Regions from separate parts of the Mus musculus genome. Here all the other regions are linked to region 3. The links are chromatin contacts, called in public Hi-C, HiChIP or PLAC-seq and Micro-C maps. All regions are on one chromosome and are shown on one strand. The core of a region is the stretch at or near the end of the contact, and the rest is flanking DNA. Distances in the headings are between cores, read along the strand shown. Region 1 has its middle 38 kb from the start of Tnfsf8. Region 2 overlaps Tnfsf8 (tumor necrosis factor (ligand) superfamily, member 8). Region 3 overlaps Whrn (whirlin). Region 4 holds the start of Tnfsf8 (tumor necrosis factor (ligand) superfamily, member 8). Region 5 holds the start of Tnfsf15 (tumor necrosis factor (ligand) superfamily, member 15). Region 6 has its middle 49 kb from the start of Tnfsf8.

Region 1 (2,768 bases), core at 79-2,578, 400 kb before region 3:
GCACAAACAGAACTTGGAAATAGAATTGCACCATCAGTAGAATGAGGGAATGACCAGCTTGAGTTATTGACGAATGTATCTCGGGGCACACGAAGCTGAAGGTCAGTCCTCCTCCAAGAGAACCCAGCCTAAGTAATTCACTATTCCATTCTCATGGCTTAGACCACAGATGACATAACTGTGGTGACCTTCTGACTCTGCCCTTTTCTGACTCTCTGGTTTCCTTTTACTAGCTGTCCACATAGAGTCAGCAGAAGCTCTGGAGTAAACAGGAAAAAAAAAATGCCCATCCCATCCCAGGATAGACAGTTGCAGCTAAGAAACCAACAGCCAAATGCTGAAGGAAACTCTGTTCCTGCTGCTGATGCATGTTCACAAAGACACAGAGCTCAACTGTGATCTTTCCAGGTTCCTCTGATGTCATTCATGATGTATTGACTTAATCCATTCTATAGCACGTAAGCACGATTGCTGACGCTTATTGAATCCAGGCAGTACGCTAAACCTTCCAGACACTGTAGGCCATTTCATGCTCCCAATAATCACATGAGATTATTGGAGAAACAGAGGTTCAAAGAAATGCAAAAGCTTGTCCAAGAGTAAGCAGCTTCTTAGCTGAAGAACCAGTTGTAAACATTCACCATCTGGCTCCCGAGTCTCATCTATCGTCAGAGAGTGGTGAGCAGCCAGGAGGCCACTTGCCTTTGTGCAAGCGTCATCCATAAGGATTTTGCCCCACCTCTACCCTTTCAGCTTAGTTAACTTGACCTTTTTCACAAAATTCCATATCAGATCTTATTTCTCAGGAGCCACTATCAGGCTAAGTTAGACCATGAGACTTAATGGTCTCACCACCAGAGTCATTCACTCTCTGCACCCTATGTGTCTGACCTTGTTCTCTGAGAACAATATCCAAATGCAGAATGCATTCCCTCCCGTGTGTACAAAGTAAAACCATCCCTCCTTCTAGTTATTCTGGCCTGATCCTCCTCCCATTCACACTCTATTCTGGGCTACAGAAAAGGACTTGCTCATTTAAGCCTCTGCAGAACCTTGAGTCTTGATTCTGGTTTCTCCACAAATGGGGTACCTGTTCTCTTTGCCACTGACACTTGGGAGTGGAAAAGTATGAATTCAATAATACCATTCACCCTAAGTCAAACCCAGTATGGCCAGGAAATAGCTCACACCCCCATACAGAATCATACAGCTCTTTCTGTAATTCGGAGTCTTGGCACAACTTTTCTGGGTTCCAGACAGGGGAAGAAGTTTGGCCACCCCCATCCCAACGTGTGTACTCATTTCCTGCCCAGGACAAACCACTTCCCTTCATGAGCGCCTGTATCTTGGGTAAAACCCCACCCCCACCTCCAGGCTGTCATCTTGTGCTGTGAGCCCAACCTCACAATCATCCAGCACTCCGGTATTAGTACTTTTTCCAAATTGTATGTGATTCATCTGCATCTACCATCATTGTGATCCCAGGAAAGCTCTTGGCACACAGTGGGTGTCTGATGTATATTTCTTCAGTAAATGGAAGATGGAGCAAATGCCATCTAAGATGCCTGCGTAGCACTTTTGGGTTTACAAGACCATTATTTCAAATGACAGATGAGAGAACTAAGCAACACTGTCCATTGATAAAGACTGGGAGACCCTGGCATTGATTTTTATTGTACTCAGTACTACACTGTATTCGGGAGTCAGCAAGAGGCAGCCTCTGCCAAATGGCTGACCATAAAGTGTTGAAGGAGCACAACTTTATCCTTCATCATTCAGAATCCATGCCTGATTTGGGGCAGTTGTGGTGAGGGAAGTGGCTATCCCAGAATGCAAGAGCTCCCGCATGCCTGCAAAGCTGACAGTTGACCCTTTAAAGAAAGCATGCTGCAGCCCTGGCTGGTATTGCTGGTGCCTTGTATGTTCAGATATATGCGCAGTGCACACTCACACACATTAAAAATTTGCCCACAGAGAGAAGTGTATCCTATCACTACTCCCTGCAGCCCTCAAGACTGCCTGCTGTGATAAGGACTGTATCAGAGTTTTTCACAATTGTGTCTGTTAGTGTTGGGGGAAATTTTTAGACCTTCTATGGACTTGGTTATATTCACTCTAAAAATATGAAGGAATTGAAAGAGTAAGAGGCAAGGAAGGAGAGAGGGAAAGTGTGAGAGAGAGAAGCAAGGAAGGAAAGGAAGAGGGTGGGGAAAGAAAGGGAGAGAAAGAAGTGCTAGAATAGCACATTGGGTGGAGGGGGAAGAGCGAGGCAGAAGGAGAGTTTGAAGGCTCATTGAGCCACATGAACATACTTCATCTCATAAAGTTTTTTTTAAATAATAGATTTTAATAAAAGTCTCTCCAAAGAAGTTATAACGAAGGCAATGCTTTAAGAAAATTATTGCTTTTTTTTTCTTTCTTTCTTTTTTTTTTTTTTTTTTTTTTTTTTTTTTTTTTTTGGTCCATGGAGTCTTTATTTTGGTTTTCAGGTAGCTACTTACTCAAGGAAGCTGAAAACAGATAATGACTTGGAGGAAAATGAAACTAATTTTTCCAATTACACTAGTAAGGGGTATCTAATGAAGCCCACATGAATATGAAAAATCCTTTATAGCTATGTTTTAGATTGCACTACTGAGATCTCTAAATTACCTTAGACAAGAGGATGTGCTTAAACATGTACCAAAGCTCATCCCTGTGACTGGGAAACACGATAGATGATAGATAGATAGGTAGATAGATAGATAGATAGATAGATAGATAGATAG
Region 2 (3,032 bases), core at 494-2,993, 420 kb before region 3:
GTTTCATTTTAATGAGCATCTCGTTATCTAATCCTCTCTGTATGGCATCACAGAGCTATCCCAAGAAAACAAGAAAAAGAGACAAAAAGAAAAGCGACCTCACATTCTCAGAGTCACGGCTAGCCATGTGCTGTGTCTGTTACTAGACATCTGTAATCTTAATGTGTGTCATATTAGCTACGCATCTCTGTTGAGTGTCACTGGGTTTACTTCACTGGTACAGTAAGGAGCTGAAGTTCTGGGAGAGGAAATGACGGATCCAACACCTTCACTAGAACCACATGTTCTCTGAGAAGCACCATCTGCCCGGTCCTTATAGGAGTCGTTCTGAAGAAGTTGACTAGGTCACAAATCATCTGACTCGAAAGCCCCATTTCCCTGACCTGTGACTTGACCCGGGCACTCTCCCAGACTCAGGATCAGGAAGGCACCCTGAAGCTGCTTTCCCAGCAACGTCCTCCAGCTGTCTCCTGAGGCTTCAGTCCCGGGTGTGTGTAATGGCTACAGACTCATCTCTCCTCCCTTTAACCCTCACTGCTCTAGAATGATCTAGAAAGGCATTTCTACATCTCAGTCAACAATGTTCCCCATCTAAATAGGAACGCTAAAATCTGAAAGAGAATATTCCAGACTCCCAACATCCAAACATCAACTAAGCCTCTTCTCTCAGAATAAACCCCTCCAGACTCAGGCACTGAGGAGACAGATTGCAGAGATACAGTCTAGATGCTCAGTCCACAAATCTCTGGAGCCACAGCAAGATTCCTACTGCCTGGGGCACCTATACAAGTCTTCATATCCACAATAGACTATCTTATCATGGGTTCACAAGCTGATGAGACTTGAGTTGCATGACTGGTACCCCACAAAATATTGTCTAGGTCTTAGCAAGATCCCTGTGACTTTCAAAGCGGCCAGCCCACTTTTTGAACAGCACTGACTGGCCAAATATTCAAGCTCCCATCTCTGTGACTTGGGTTATAACTTGGGTGTCCTTCTTATATGTCTGCCCCGGAAACCATGTGAGGAAAAGGAGATCAGAGTGGTGTTAGTTGTCAGCTGAGAGCATTTTAAGCCTTCAGAAGCCACTAAGACTCTTGGGGTTTGAACCCCACCACGCATCCTTCACTCTTCTTTTGCTGACACCTCCAAAAGTGAAGTAACAGAGATGGCACCCTTCTCCAAGGTCTTCTTCCAGCTCAACAGTGTCAATCTCTCAATACCCAGCCCCTCCTTGAACCAACTCCAGCAATGGCATTCTTAGAAGGAGAAGCCTGTGCTTAGTCTTAAGCATGAAACTATCTAATCAATTCTTGAAGAAAAACTACAGTATGCCTGCCATTTGACTTCAGGAAATGCAAATGCTTCAAAATAAGGTAGACTTTTTCCATCATTGGGTTTCTCAGAATTACAGCTGAGGTCACCCCACTGTACACATGAAGACCAAAGGGGAAAAACAGAAGAAAAAAACGCCTGCATGTGTGAGAGACAAGCCTGGGCTTGTACTTCTGCCACCATCTGTAGATGCTCAGCTCTGGCAGATATCACCACAAGCCACCTGATACAGAGGGACCTTAGGACTAGAGAGATAGAGCCTGTTTTTGATGTGACATCCTGGCTTTGATCCAGGGCATGAATCCTACTTTTCCACCTAACTTAGAATCTGTGAGAGTCAGGCCAATATTCTCCCTGCCAGGGGAAAAAGCAAGCACTCCTTCTCACTACACTGATGCCCTTAGCACTGGTCCAGCCAGAGCTACAGAAGGAAATAAGAGAGATGGTCTAGTTGACTCCACTCAGCAAATGCATCTTCTTGGCTGATCAGTAGGAGAGACTAAACAGTAGTCTCTGCCAGGATGTGTTTTAAAGGACAACTGGCTTGATAGAGGCAGGGCATTCCACTTGACAGGAACCAGAGGTATGCAGGTGGAAGCATATCCATGTAGTTGTGTACTGGAGCTGCACGTCTCCAAACTTGTGTAGAGTGGGGGGAAATCCGTTTGGGCATTAGAGTCACACTGACTGAGTTTTGATCTCCACCCTACTAGCAACTAGATGTGTGGCTGAGAACAAGCCAGTTAACCCTTTCTTATTCATCTATTTATTTATTTATATTCCAACTGCTGCACCCTCATCCCATTCCTCCCTCACAGAGTCCTTCTTCCCATTTCCCCTCCCCTTCTCCTCTAGGAGGATGCTCCCCCACTCCTCACCCATATATCCCCTCCCACCCTGGAATATCAAGTCCCTGCAGGATTAATTATGCACATCCTCTCCTGCTGAGGCAATACAAAGCAGTCCTCTGCTTCATACTTCATACGGCATCTGCATCTGTTTCAGTCAGCTGCCGGGTAGAGCATCTCAGAGGACAGTTATGCTAGACTCCTGTCTGCAAGCACAACATGGCATCCGTAATAGTGTCAGAGATTAGTGTTTACCCAAGGGATAGGTCTCAAGTTGGGCCGTTATTGTTTGGCCATTTCTTCAGTCTCTGCTCCATCTTTGCCCACCCTCCAGTTAAACTTTTAAAACCTATAGTTTCTAATGTAAATAACAGAGATAACTGTAAACTATCTCTCATGGGATGATTGTAAAAATTAAATCTCTTATGGGATGCTTGTAAAAAAATGTAAAAATGAAATCATGGCTGTAGCATGCTCAGTAAAACATTACAGAAATAGTCAACATTAGTTATGATGGTGGTAGTGGTGATGACATTTATTACTATTAAGACACAGAATAAAATGAGGGAGGGTATGGGCTGATACTGGAGAGATTGGGAGGAGTCAAAAGCCCATCAGAGCTGTAGGGAACATAAATTAGAAAGTGATTCACAGCAAAGAGAGTCCGATTTGCATCTCTCTGGTTTCTTTTGGTTGATGTTCTACAGTCCCAAAGATGAGATTGGACAACAGTCACACTTCCTTAGACTATTACACTTTGGGATCAAATTTCTGGTTATACACATCCACGAGTATGTGCAGGGCAGCAACAAGCCTCACAAGAACACTGCTTAGATGATAATTATGGGC
Region 3 (3,123 bases), core at 88-2,587:
CACAATGGAGGAAGATTTTGATTTAAAAAAAAAACAAAAACCTATATAAGTCCCGAGACTGTAGCTCAGTATTGCTAGCACGTGCCAGGCCCTCTCTGTACAGGTTCTCTCTGTAGCACCTATGCAAATAATCTATTCACCGCCTGAAGTTATGAGAGGGTGGATCTAGGCTCGAAAACCCAGGCATCGCAGAGAGATGGTCAGGCTAAGAGCTGGAGTTTGGCATCAGGTCAGACACTAAATGAGGCAAGCAGTTTAGGAACTTTGACTTCAGCTGAAGGTCACGGAAAGAGTGCTGTTGGGGATGATAGGGTGTGGGGCAAGAGGCACCTGTGTGTGTGGAGGGCCAGAGACGTGGGCACTGTAGGTCTCAGTGAGCTGACACACCATGCCAGGTTAGCTTGTCCTTTTGTGCTGTGACAAACTACCTGGCGTAACTTAAGGAGAAGAGACTTATTTTAGCTCGTGGGTCTAGTGGGGTCATCCCACTGTTGTCCAACCTCATGCCCGTGGGCAGATCATCATAGTGGCCAGGCCATGTTAAGTGGAAACTGTTTACCTTGTGGGGAAGGGGGGCAGGAATCAGAAGGGACTACAGGGAGAAGCTAGGACAAGATACAGCTCCAAGGCCACACCCCCAGTGACATAACTCCCTAAGGACACACCCCCAGTGACACGACTCCCTCCAGCAGACCCTGCTTCTTCTCTTCACCATGTCCCAATTATGCCATGTTATTTTGAATACGACAAGGAGTGAGTCCAGTGATCAGAGTCCTCATGGGGCTGTGGGAGGCATTTCATATTTAAACTTGTAACAGCACCCCAAGCCAGGAAGCTGCCTATTCCACCACAATTCCAGGGTGTGTCCTCCACAGAGAACATCACTTCATCTAGCAGGTCTCCTGCCTTAGCAACCCCCCCCCCCAAGGGATTTCCTTATGTCACCTCACCTTAATGGGTTCCTTCTTTCCCTTGGTATTCTATCCGTCCAAGGATTTACAGAACACTTGCCTGCCTGTGTGAGAACTTGGGGCGCTAGGAGCTGTTTCCAGCAGCAGCAGCAGCCAAACCCATGAGCTCAGCTCCTCTCTGAATGTAGCTCAGCTCTGGAGTCCCAAGAAAGTGCTTTGTAGTTGACAAATGGGGAAACTGGGCAGTGTGCTTGACTGTCTGGGCCCTTTGGAGGTTGGTGGAGTCTCGACTCCCTTCTCAGGATAGCTGCTTTAACTGATTAGGAAGTTCATACAGAGGCAGATGAGTTTCAAACTGTGGGAGCACAATGGCAACTGGGCTGTTTTCTCCTGGTAAGGAAGTGGAGGCCAGGGTCAGGACCCATGTGACAGGAAAGATCTGGGACTTCCCTGGGTGACGGTAGCTGCCTTCACTCCTGGTAGAAGGAGGCTCTAAGCCAGGCTCTCTGCCCCAGTGTTCCCTCTCCAGAGCCCCAGTTTCCCTTATCTTAAGGGCTCCTCCTGACCTGGCCATTGTAGGTCATGCTTTCTCTCCACTCTGTGACATCCTTTTCCTCAGGACAAGGGAGGGAGACTGGGGGACAGGTGTCCTCTCAGCAGAAGGAAGCCCGGTCTGGTTAGCAGCATCCCTGCTGGGTTGTAATGTGACTCCGCCTCTGCGTCCTGCCCTGATGAGAGGTGACTGTGCCCGTCCTTCCAAGAGAACCCTTTGCTCTCCTGGTCTAGATGGCTCGTGAATAGTCAGTCACAGTAGGTGCCAGTTGCCAGCTTTGATTGAAGAAATCACTGCCCCAAGCAGTGCCAGGTCTTCTGTCTCTCAACACTTACCCCACCATTCTCCCCCTCTCCTGAGGTGACAAGCTCTTTTCAAACCAACCCTGCTCATGCAACAGTCTTGCTTTTCTTCTCTCTGTGCCTCTGGTTTTCCCTTTGCTGAGCTGTCTGCCTTCCCCACCACTGTCTCTTGTTTAGAACCTCTTCCCATCTTATTCATACTTCTCCCCTACAAGGTCTCTTCTCTTCCCCTTTCTCCTTCTGTCATGCAGAACTCTAATGCCTACACACACACACACACACACACACACACACACACACACACACCAGTGGCCTTCTGGAAGCTTGTGTAACTCAGTGCCTCGGTTTCCCCATATACAGACAGAATGGGAAATGGGCCATCCAGCTCAAACCTTAGGTGCATTTTGTGATGGGGGAGGGGGAGGGAGTGGCCTGACTTGGGAGTAACAAAGCTGAGAGAACAAAGCTGAAAATAGCACCTTTATGTAAGCAAGGAGCAGGAGGCAGAACCTGGAATGGCTTGGGGAGGGCAGAGTGCTGTGGGGAGGAACCTTATTTTGCTGAGGTGGCTCTGGGCACCTGAGCTGCACCTGGCCTTTGATAATATCCAAACCAGACATTACCTCCCCTGCCCCACGGTACCTGAGTGGGAGACAGGGCAAAGAATGTTCCTGGTCGTTCATTTTCCTCTCCCCCTTCCCCTCGTCCATTACTCCAAGTATGAGATTCAGGACCCTTTTTGGACCATCTCAAATATAAGAGAGGGACGGCTCTGCACCCCCACAGTTATGAGGCGGGTGGAGTAGAGGACAGGGATAGGGTCTTAAAGACCTCTTGTCTTGAGTGGGTCACCCAACCCTGAAGAGTGACCTTGCACAAGTGACCTACCCTCTCTGAGCCTCAGGCTAGGCTGTAGAGCAGAAGGGGGTTCATCATGTGTCAGCCCTTTCGGGGCTTAGGGAAAGCAGCAGGCAGCTGGGGCTGGGATGCAATATCCAGGACGTGCAGCTATGCACTGTGGCCTCAGACCTGGAAGCCTGCTCTTGGAGTTCTGCTGGCACTGCCCTAGTTCTTGGCCTGGCTATTTCAGATGTATAAGGAACATGACTTGGGGCTCCAGAATGTCTGGATCTGGCAGATGGAGCCTGCACTGTGCTCTGACCAGCTGCCTCCAATACATTCCACTTCTGTCCTCTCTCCCACCTGAAACACCAGGACTCTGTCCAACTCCAGGGTGCTATGACACAGACCTGGCTTAGTTGCCCAAGTTACTAGAGAATGGCTGTCTTGGTTTGGGTCACTGTTACTGTGATGAAACACCATGATCAAAAGCAAGGTGGGAAGGAAAGGCTCTATT
Region 4 (2,969 bases), core at 7-2,506, 440 kb before region 3:
AAAGAGAAGGTGCTGTCTACCTCAAGGGAAATAGCAAGTGAGGTTTCAGAAGGCCACATCTGGAGGCAGCTCTGAAGCTTTTAGAGAATATTCTGAAAGAAAGGTCATTCATAGCAACAGATACGATCCAGCTCTGTGTCCCAGAAATCTATTTATTATATGAAATTCCAGACATGGCCCAGAGGGCAACTTGGGCTGTTTAACAGGAATTGTTCAACAACAGCTGCCAAGTCCATTCCCATTCAGGAAGCCCTCTTACATCATCCTGTTTGATCTTCCCCATGACTGCAAAGCAGACTGGGGTGAAAGCAGGGGCTGCGTTGACTTATTCAAGGAGCAATGCTGAGAAGAGGAAAGGCTAAGATGCAACCTGAGGTTTTCAGCCTGTAAGGAAAGGGTCCGGCAGGCTTTTGGAGCCAGGCTGGTTTGCATATACCACCAAGTTTTACCATTAGATTAACACTGGTAGATTTGATTAAGAATGCTTTTATGCTGGGTCTCAGTTCTCTATGCTGTGAAGAAGAAATACTACTTGCCTCTGAGGCTGGTGACGAGTGTGAAGTCAGCCTCTAAGCCAAGTTCCCAAGACTGTACCTGAGCCAGAATGTTCAATTCTAGTAACCTCTGTCCACAAACTCATCACAAACACCTGGAACACTATTTGCACCCCCATACAACCCACAGACACTTCACACACTCGTTCCACAGCACTGAGCCTCCCCTTCCTGACCCCCTCACTAATTTCTTCCCCTAGTATGAACTTTAGGGCAAGCCAGTTTCATCGGCAAATTTAACAGCCCTGGAGAGCACCCTGCAAGAGATAGAGGAGCTTTGGTTCAACAGCAAATTATTTCCAAATTCCTCTTCTCTCACCATGTCTTTGAAACTATCCTCAAATATCCTACTGCCACAACCTTGTCTCCAGGTAGGTAAATGCCCAAACAGTGGGCTCTTCTTTCCCAGAAATGGGTATGTTTCCAGTTTAGAGCATGCTGTAATTGTTGGACAACCCCAACAGTCATTGTGCTGCTGACAAAGGACTGCCATCTCCAGGGACCCAGCAAAGAGACTAATCTGGAAGCTTCCTGGGCCACCAGCATGGATCATGCAGTGTGCAGGGTCCCCGCGGCAAGGCGTTCTGTGGCTGAGCCTAAAGGAAACAGAAGTGGTTGGTGTACACTCACGCGGAACTGTCTCCTTCCTACCACCCGCTGACATCAACCATCGTCTATCTCGCTACAATTTCTCTGCACTCAGATTAATCCCAGGCGATGAAAAATGAACCTCTCCCCCACCCTTGCAGCCACCCTTCGCCTCACGCCCCCAGAGAAGAGTTTCTCCATCCGGCAACTGGTGAAGGCTTTTTTCCAAGTCACATGATCCAGGATGCAGGGGAAAATCCTTCTTGGAACAGAGCTGGGTACAGAACCGAATCAGATGAGGAGAGATAAGGTGTGATGTGGGACAGACTATATAAAGCATGGAGCCAGGGCTGCAACAAGCAGGCAGCTGTGGGGCTCCTTCCCCTGACCCAGCCATGCAGGTGCAGCCCGGCTCGGTAGCCAGCCCCTGGAGAAGCACGAGGCCCTGGAGAAGCACAAGTCGCAGCTACTTCTACCTCAGCACCACCGCACTGGTGTGCCTTGTTGTGGCAGTGGCGATCATTCTGGTACTGGTAGTCCAGAAAAAGGTGAGTAAACATCTTTTTTCTGCTTTTCTTTCCTCATTTATAATGTGTGTCCTCTAGAGGAACAGCTCTGGGAAGCTAATGAATAGTTTAACTAGGAGCAAAAAAAAAAAAAAAAAAAAAAAAAAATTTAAAAAGTGAAAATAAGTAAAACTATGCATATATAGAGAGAGATTATATCAGAGAAAAGGGGAAAAACTAGAAATGAACTTTCTGCACTCAGTGGGAATTTTTTAAAAGAAATAGAACTGGACATGAGCTCAAAAATTTCCAGATGTACTGGAGCCAACAGAAGAGCTGCTGACCTTGAGAAGTTAAGATTGAAGCCCAGATGGGTCACAGCCTCACAGTATGGAGGGAGGAAGCATAGGGAGCCCTGATGGCGAGTGCGCATGTGGGTATCACCTCTGTAAGGCGCTCATCCTAATTCTAAGGTTATGTCCTCAATCCGTGCTCCCAGGACTTCTGAGGCCTCTCTTTTGCCGAGAGTCTGTTGTTGCTATTGTTTGTTTGTTTGTTGTGGTTGTTTTCTTGCTTGCTTGCTTGTTTTTAGTGAGGAGCTACTTTTTAAAGACTGTGATATTTGAGAGAGAGAGAGAGAGAGAGAGAGAGAGAGAGAGAGGGAGAGAGAGAGGGAGAGGGAGAGAGAGAGAGAGAGAGAGAGAGAGAGAGAGAGAGAGAGAGAGAGAGGCCAAGTCTTCCCAGAGCTCTGCTATTTCAATGTTAAAACCCACAAAAGAAATCGAAAGCTTCCTCACAAGCCACTGGCTTTGAAGAGTTCAGGGTGTTGAAAAGTAGCAGTGTTTTTGTCACCTGTACCCTCTGAGATGCACACATAATGTGCAGGGCCACACCATCTTGGGAAATTTCGTTTGTTTGAAATGGGGGTAGGGGGAGAAAGTCAAACCGTAGCTTAGAAAAGTATCCTTGAGAGAGAACTCTTACACACTGTCTGGAAAGGACTGCGTGGTCAGCTCACATGACTCACAGGCTTGGGGTGAGATCCAGGCATGGTGATTTGGATACTGTATGAATACCACTGGTGCAACACCCTGCCCAAGTGTGAACTCACCTAATTTATAATTCTTCCAAGTTGCCTTGGACCACAGACTCTGCAGCATACTAGTTGCTGAAAGCTAGGGCCTTACAAGTATCAGCAAGTATGGATATTGAAATAAAGCTTTAAAGCTCCTTCCTCCTTGGCAGTGTAAGAAGGGAGTTATTCACACTTGGCCTGCAGAGCTGATGGGACACATCAGTTCATGGATCGTTTGCATCAGGC
Region 5 (3,181 bases), core at 594-3,093, 320 kb before region 3:
ACAGAAAGAGCCAAGCCAAGTCAGAGCATTTGGTGACAGAGAAGATGGGATGCCTCGAAAGCATTGAGGATAGTATCACTCCCAGCTGGAGGGAAGGGATGCAGCAAAGGAGGAATAGGGGAATGGGGAGAGAAATCAGAAGCTTCCCCAGCAGAGAAAACACCGTGGGTGAGCATTAGACTGTAGAGGACTGGAGAATCTACATCTTGGGAACATAGGAAAGGTGAGTCTGGGCCCCGGGGAGGATTGACAGCAGGTAGTGTCCAGGCCAAGGGCTTTCCGAAATACTGAGAGGAACTGGGTTGTGTTCAAGAATAGGGGCCACCAAACAGGGACATGCCATGGGCTACTCTAGGTGCCTGGTTTCTTTATTCTTTCTCCTCACCTCTCTTTTTTTTTTATTATTTAGTCCTTCCTTCCTTCCTTCCTTCCTTCCTTCCTTCCTTCTTTTCTTCCTTCATTCTGCATGTATATGTGCCACAGTGTACATGTAGAAGCCAGAGGACAATGTGTCAGGTCTCTCTCTCTCTATGTGGATTTCCAGTATTAAAGCCAAACCATCAGGCTTGGCAAGAAGCACTTGCGCCTGCTGAGCCAGCTCACAGGCCATGGATTCCTAATTGCTGTAGACCACCTTTATACAGGGTCCTCTATGCTTCTCTGGTGTCACCCCTCCCCACCTCCAAGACTGAATTCAAGCCCCACCTCCTCTTCCAGAAGGGGATTCAGTCCTCCAAATGGAGGCAGAGAGATCTCAGTGAGTTTGACGTCAACTTGGTCTACCTATTGAGTTTCAGGACAGCCAAAACAACATAGTAAGACCTTGTATTTAAAAAAAAAAAAAAGAAGAAGAAGAAGAAGAGGAAGGAGAAGTGGGGGAGGAAGAAGGGAAATGAAAGAGAAAATAGAAAAAGAAAGAATGAGAAAAAGAAAAGCAGTTGTCTCAGGATGAAATAAGTCGATAATAAGTCAATTGATATTTGCCTCCCAGCATTGGGTTAAAAAGCAAGTGTTTAGTGAATGCTAGCACATATCAGCTGCCATGCCCTCTCCCATCCACAGCCAACATAGGCAAGGTAAACCACTGGCATTAAGTTAACTTTGGGACAAAGGAGTACAGAAGCCTATGTCATTATCTCTCTGACAGTCACTTCTAACTACAATCACAACCAGATACTCTCTGCTGGAACATAAATAACCTTATGTTTCACAGGCTATGCCCATGTCTAATTGTAACTTAAAATGGACATCTTCCTGGCTCTGCTCTCTTCCATCCAGAATGACGTAGGGCGGGTACCTTTCTGACTGTCAGTACTTCCATCTATAGAATGACAGGGAGATAAGACGGTTTGTGGCGCTTGGCAAGGGGCTGATGTGAACGTGATTTCCATTTCCTGTTGCAAGCCACACACCTCCTAGTCCCTCACTTTCACTTCCAGAAGGAACACACTTCCCAGACCAGCTCGGCTGGCTGCAGTCCAGGGCAGGAGCAGGTACATTTTAATTTGCCCCACCCATTGACTTAATGTATTCTTGATCTCCTCCTCCAGGGACTTTCCTGACTTCCTTCTGTAAATGAAGGAAAGAGCACATGAGCATACTGTACATAAATATGCTTGGGAAAGCTTTCTCCTTCTCCTTCTTCTTCTTCTTTTTTTTTTTTTTTTTCTTAAACCAAACTTGGTTTCTGTTGTAGGCGGCGCATTCCCTAGCCGGGCAGGGCAGGCTGCAGAGGGCTGTCAGAGGGAGGGGAGAGTAAAAAAGGGAGGAGAGGACAGTCATTAACTCACTCAGTGTGACAGCTGCTCTCTTATTTAATGGGGGGCTCTCTGGTCAGAAGGGATCAGAAGTCTCTCCAAGACAGCAGAAGGATGGCAGAGGAGCTGGGGTTGGGCTTCGGAGAAGGAGTCCCAGTGGAAGTGCTGCCGGAAGGCTGTAGACACAGGCCAGAGGCCAGGGCCGGGCTAGCTGCCAGGAGCAAAGCCTGCCTGGCTCTCACCTGCTGCCTGTTGTCATTTCCCATCCTCGCAGGACTTAGCACCCTCCTAATGGCTGGCCAGCTCCGGGTCCCCGGAAAAGACTGTATGCTTCGGGTAAGTAAACTTGCTCCTGCTTAGACAATCAGTGGTCTCTCTGCAGGCAGCTGTGTATTCCAGTTTGGGACAGAGCCATTCATGGATAGCGCTGGTGGCTCCCCTGTACAAAGCAAATACAGACCGGGGGGTGAGAGGTGGAAAGGTCCCATCTGGTTCTTAACTTTGCACTTCCAGGGAATTGAATTGTTTCATCTCATGTTTGTGCAAGAATAACTTCACACTCCATATACTCTTTTTTTGTTTTTGTTTTTAGATCATTATAATTACAGTGCGGCAATACTTTGGAAAACATTCCTTTTTCCTTAAACAAAAAGCTCTTAAATTTAATTACATAATGCATGATTATTGAGGGGAAAAAACATAGAGGTGTAAACTATTAGTGAACTAAAATATATAATGCCTTTCTATTTATATTGGAGGATGATTCTGAGATTTCTACATAGTATGAAATTGTTTCTATGGCAATGACCCCACGGCAGTATGATGTATGGATGACTATATTATGTTCTTATACGTGTGTGATAAAATTTACTTAACCAGCTCCTCTTCTTGGATTTAGAAATATTTTTCAGTGCTCAATTAAGAACATACTGACCCTGAGATTTTGCTGGGACTAGAAAGAAGGTTAGCCACCACAGGGGTATAGGGGTGGCACTCAGAGAATGAGGGGGGCAAATATCCAAGCGGTGACAAAGCCAAGGCTGAGGACACCCAGGAAGGATCTGAAAGGTCAATGTGTGTTATTTAAAGAATATTCCTCAGGGGGAAATATCTGACATAGTCTGTAGTGACTGATTCTACTTTAGTCCCAAAGATTAAGGACTAAAAGCAAAAATAGGCAGCCTAATTAGAAACCTGGTCTCTAGTCAATCCTGGGCAATTTCCACTCTGTGGCTAATGTGTAACTCCTGCCACTCCATCAGGGTCAACAAACTGTGATTCAGGCAGCCACGTGTCATGGTTTATACAGTGTAGACATGTGCAGATAGACTAGGAAGGCTGCTTATGTTAGAAGGGACCTGTAGGGTATTAGAAAATGGGAGGTCAGGCTATGACCCCAGAAAAGCACACACACACACATACAC
Region 6 (3,076 bases), core at 218-2,717, 490 kb before region 3:
TTTACATTTCTGCTTCCCTTAACATGTTTTTAAATGTGTTAACACAACACTTATGCTTATGAGCTACAGTGTAATAGCATAGTGGCAGTGCATACTAAGAGCATATACCCATATTCATACCATTACTCTATGTCAGGAGCCTCTGACCTCTTCTTTCACAAAGTATTAAGCAGGCTATTGTGAACTACAGTTCATATCACACTTTGAACAGAAAGAAGTCTTTGGAAGAAAATATGAAGATGTCCAAGATGACTTGGAGGCTAAGGTGTTTGTTTAGCCTTCAGGGTCTACGTAGGAGAGCCTAGTCCTGAAAGTTGTTCTCTGGCTTCCAGGTATGCAATGTACAGAAACACACACACACATACACACACACACACACACACACACACACACACACCAAACAAGAATCATAGCATCGTTTTAAAACACAGAAACAAAAGAAAACATGTTGTATCTGAAGAGATGTGGATGGTCAAAAGAGAAGAGGAATACAGCATCATGGCTCCACCTTTTCTGGTTACTAAAACATACAGAGTTTTATTGAATCAAATTAGAGTGATTTGTGAAAGCTAAAGTCTAGTTTTAAGGAAATAAATCTCACAGTGGTTAAGACCTTTAAAAGTTCCACCATTACAGGTTTTAAAAAGTAGGTCGATGTTACATCAATACTTCAAACACAAGTAATAACATTTTCCTACTTATAGCACCAATTTTTTTCAAATCATAAAATTAAAAACTCTACTGGAAAAGAAGCCAGCCAAGAAATTAAGATGTGAGAAGATTATTTATAATAAGACTTCCTCAATCTTTAGCAAAGAACCTAAGCCAAAATATATTTTGTCCCATATTACATTTGCTAATGAAAGTGTGTCATGTAAGTGAATCATGTAAAATAGTCTTCTACAATGAGACATGCAAGAAATTTTTATATCATATTACAGGATATTTCTCTGCTTCTTTCAGCATTTTATATACTATTCAGTCATAAGATTTTCTTTTACATTTATTTTGATGAATCTCACAGTATTTTCCTCTCCCCCTAAATAATAAAAAATTAAAATCTAATAAGATAAAAGAAAAACTAACATATTTGAATTGGACAAACAAACAGAAGGAAAAGATCCCCCAAAAGGCACAAGAATCAGAGACTCACTCATTTGCACACTCAGAAATGTCATAAAAACAGTAAACTGGAAACTATAGTATATATGCAGAGGACCTGGTGACTATCTGTGTAGGCCCTGTGCATGCTGCCTCCATCTCTGTGAGTTCACAAGAGCTGTGCACAGTTTATGTAGAAGGTCTTGTTTCTTGGTTTCCTCTCCTCTCTGGCTCCTATAGTCTTTCTGCTTCTTCTTCCATGGGGTTCCCGGTTCCTACTTTGATATAGACATCTTTTTTAGGATCGAGTGTTCCAAGGTCTCTCACTCTCTGCATGCTGTCTGTTTGTAGGCCTCAGTCTTTGTTCCTATTTTCTGAAGGAGGAAGCTTCTCTGATGGTGGCACTGCTTCACTTCCCTGGCTAGAGTCTTACAATGTTTCCGTTTTCAAAACATATATTTTATTTTTAAATTCTCTCTCTCTCTCTCTCTCTCTCTCTCTCTCTCTCTCTCTCTCTCTCTCTCTCTGTGTGTGTGTGTGTGTGTGTGTGTGTGTGTGTGTGTGTGTGTGTGTGTGCACATATGCATGCAGCTACCCACAGAAGCCAGAAGAGGGCATCAGATCTCCTAGCCCTACAGTCAAAGGGGCTCTGAGACACCAGTTGTGAACTGTACTCTGCTGAAAAGTACAGCAAGTGCTCTAAAGACCTGAGCATCTCTTTAAGCTTCTTAAATCTACAAATGAATTTCTTTCCCCAGTTATGGAAAATTCTTGGCCATCATCTCTTTAAATGCTGGTTCTGACCTATTCTTTTCTGTCCCTCCAACATCACATACACCAGAGCTTCTCATCATGTTTATACTTTGTAGCATTTTCCACATTTTTAGCTGTTTGCATTAATGTCCTGATCATTTTTGCTATGCCCTAACCTACATCATCTGTCCCCTCTTTTGTTACATCCAGTCTTCTGCTGCATTTTATGTTCTAATAGTTCTACTTCGTTCTTTTCTACATGCTATAATAATTAGGTGTATTTCTCACAGTGCATTTTCGTAAAAGTATTAGTCACATTATTTTACAACATGTACCTAACAATGCGTAGAATATATTCATTTGAACGTCATTCATTGTTTATCCCTTGGATCTTTTTTTTTCTTCCCTCTTGATTTGTTTGTTTTATTTTCCTTTGAAAATGGAATATGTTTATATATCAAATGTTGACTTTGAACTTGGTATCTTCCTGCTGGAATTCCAGACATGCTTGATGTACTTAGCAAATTTGTATTGAAAGTGATTGCCTATGAAGAAACTGCCAAGCCTCTAGAAGATGTAACCTTCCAGAGTTTGTTCCACCATAAGCATCTGCAATGGACTCACATCAAATTAGAATAGCCAGGGACTGATCTTAAAAGTTGGTAAGATTTGCTTCACTGCTGAAAAAATTCTGGGACAGAGAAATTAGCATGAAAAACATGTTCTGGGGGAGATCCGAATATGAGTATTTCCAGAGAGGAGGGACTCAAGCCTGAGCAACAGAAGAGATTGGGCTACTTTGCATGCTCACCCATACCCAATTGGGCTCTAACCCTGGGCTAATGTTTCAGAGAGGTTTAAATATATTGCATGAGTGACCAGGCTTTCAGATTCTTATTTTAGCCATTGGCAATGGGTGCACTCTGACACTGAGAGAAAGTGTGACAATTTTCTAAAATTTTGAGGAATTACTATTCTTAGTCATGAAAAGACAGTGGACAGCATTTAAATATAAAGTATGTGGGTGCACTCTTTCAGAATGCTGGGATGGAAGAACTGCCCTTACCATACCGGAGGTTCTCTTGAAGTCTCAGTTTTCACTCATGTCTCATTCTGTGCCCTCCAGATTCTCCTCATTATAAGCTAGAATTTCTACTAGACTTGGTGGCTAATCTGACAGTATGAACCAGCTTCTTGTTTCTGTAGTCTACATTAGAGTATA

Evidence for each region. Hi-C and Micro-C count contacts between places; a contact is called where the count stands out from the background. HiChIP or PLAC-seq counts read pairs in DNA pulled down with a chosen protein or histone mark.
Region 1: a contact with region 3 is called in a Hi-C map of bone marrow-derived macrophages, with 18 read pairs. The contact joins two enhancer-like sites. A contact is called at or near these places in 25 of 484 Hi-C or Micro-C datasets (B cells, the CH12 cell line, the HPC-7 cell line and 18 more), 1 of 115 datasets of contacts at active chromatin or transcription factors (embryonic stem cells) and 1 of 9 other capture datasets (embryonic stem cells).
Region 2: an H3K27ac HiChIP or PLAC-seq map of bone marrow-derived dendritic cells shows a contact between it and region 3, with 5 times the contacts expected there. The contact joins two enhancer-like sites. A contact is called at or near these places in 3 of 15 datasets of contacts at CTCF or cohesin (the NIH/3T3 cell line, large pre-B cells and pro-B cells), 105 of 484 Hi-C or Micro-C datasets (B cells, the C2C12 cell line, the CH12 cell line and 59 more), 11 of 115 datasets of contacts at active chromatin or transcription factors (astrocytes, bone marrow-derived dendritic cells, embryonic forebrain and 5 more) and 1 of 9 other capture datasets (embryonic stem cells).
Region 4: a contact with region 3 is called in an H3K4me3 HiChIP or PLAC-seq map of bone marrow-derived macrophages, with 6 times the contacts expected there. The contact joins the promoter of Tnfsf8 here to the enhancer-like site in region 3. A contact is called at or near these places in 10 of 39 promoter capture datasets (the 3T3-L1 cell line, the C10 cell line, cranial neural crest and 6 more), 2 of 484 Hi-C or Micro-C datasets (bone marrow-derived macrophages and double positive thymocytes), 3 of 115 datasets of contacts at active chromatin or transcription factors (bone marrow-derived macrophages, embryonic stem cells and memory CD8 T cells) and 2 of 9 other capture datasets (embryonic stem cells and liver).
Region 5: a contact with region 3 is called in a Micro-C map of embryonic stem cells, with 1.7 times the contacts expected there. The contact joins the promoter of Tnfsf15 here to the enhancer-like site in region 3. A contact is called at or near these places in 6 of 39 promoter capture datasets (the 3T3-L1 cell line, the C10 cell line, the HPC-7 cell line and 3 more), 6 of 484 Hi-C or Micro-C datasets (B cells, embryonic fibroblasts, embryonic stem cells and 2 more), 2 of 115 datasets of contacts at active chromatin or transcription factors (bone marrow-derived dendritic cells and embryonic stem cells) and 4 of 9 other capture datasets (embryonic stem cells, liver, macrophages and 1 more).
Region 6: a contact with region 3 is called in a Hi-C map of bone marrow-derived macrophages, with 14 read pairs. The contact joins two enhancer-like sites. A contact is called at or near these places in 1 of 484 Hi-C or Micro-C datasets (bone marrow-derived macrophages) and 6 of 115 datasets of contacts at active chromatin or transcription factors (embryonic basal ganglia, embryonic forebrain, embryonic hindbrain and 3 more).

Annotation. Positions count from the first base shown.
Region 1 is chr4:63,821,886-63,824,653 of GRCm38.p6, reverse strand. No RefSeq gene overlaps it. Among named protein-coding and RNA genes, the nearest start is that of Tnfsf8, 38 kb to the left of the region's middle. Within about 2 kb of position 1,328, at least 21 of the 459 cell types and tissues checked have an H3K27ac peak or open chromatin away from gene starts, as enhancers often do. A contact at or near this core is called in bone marrow-derived macrophages, where this site is marked.
Region 2 is chr4:63,840,807-63,843,838 of GRCm38.p6, reverse strand. The region is part of intron 2 of Tnfsf8 (tumor necrosis factor (ligand) superfamily, member 8); the gene reads left to right. Among named protein-coding and RNA genes, the nearest start is that of Tnfsf8, 19 kb to the left of the region's middle. Within about 2 kb of position 1,743, at least 23 of the 459 cell types and tissues checked have an H3K27ac peak or open chromatin away from gene starts, as enhancers often do. A contact at or near this core is called in bone marrow-derived dendritic cells and regulatory T cells, where this site is marked.
Region 3 is chr4:63,422,510-63,425,632 of GRCm38.p6, reverse strand. All of the region lies in intron 7 of Whrn (whirlin), which reads left to right. Among named protein-coding and RNA genes, the nearest start is that of Akna, 21 kb to the right of the region's middle. Within about 2 kb of position 1,337, at least 21 of the 459 cell types and tissues checked have an H3K27ac peak or open chromatin away from gene starts, as enhancers often do. A contact at or near this core is called in bone marrow-derived dendritic cells, bone marrow-derived macrophages, embryonic stem cells and 2 more, where this site is marked.
Region 4 is chr4:63,859,571-63,862,539 of GRCm38.p6, reverse strand. Tnfsf8 (tumor necrosis factor (ligand) superfamily, member 8) reads left to right here and starts at 1,256. Exons shown (of 4, transcript NM_009403.3): 1 at 1,256-1,690. The coding sequence starts at 1,481.
Region 5 is chr4:63,743,721-63,746,901 of GRCm38.p6, reverse strand. Tnfsf15 (tumor necrosis factor (ligand) superfamily, member 15) reads left to right here and starts at 1,843. Exons shown (of 4, transcript NM_177371.4): 1 at 1,843-2,093. The coding sequence starts at 1,872. It overlaps Gm42294 (a long non-coding RNA gene), which reads right to left. Exons shown (of 5, transcript XR_881353.3): 3 at 1,791-2,196.
Region 6 is chr4:63,908,467-63,911,542 of GRCm38.p6, reverse strand. No RefSeq gene overlaps it. Among named protein-coding and RNA genes, the nearest start is that of Tnfsf8, 49 kb to the right of the region's middle. Within about 2 kb of position 1,467, at least 6 of the 459 cell types and tissues checked have an H3K27ac peak or open chromatin away from gene starts, as enhancers often do. A contact at or near this core is called in bone marrow-derived macrophages, where this site is marked.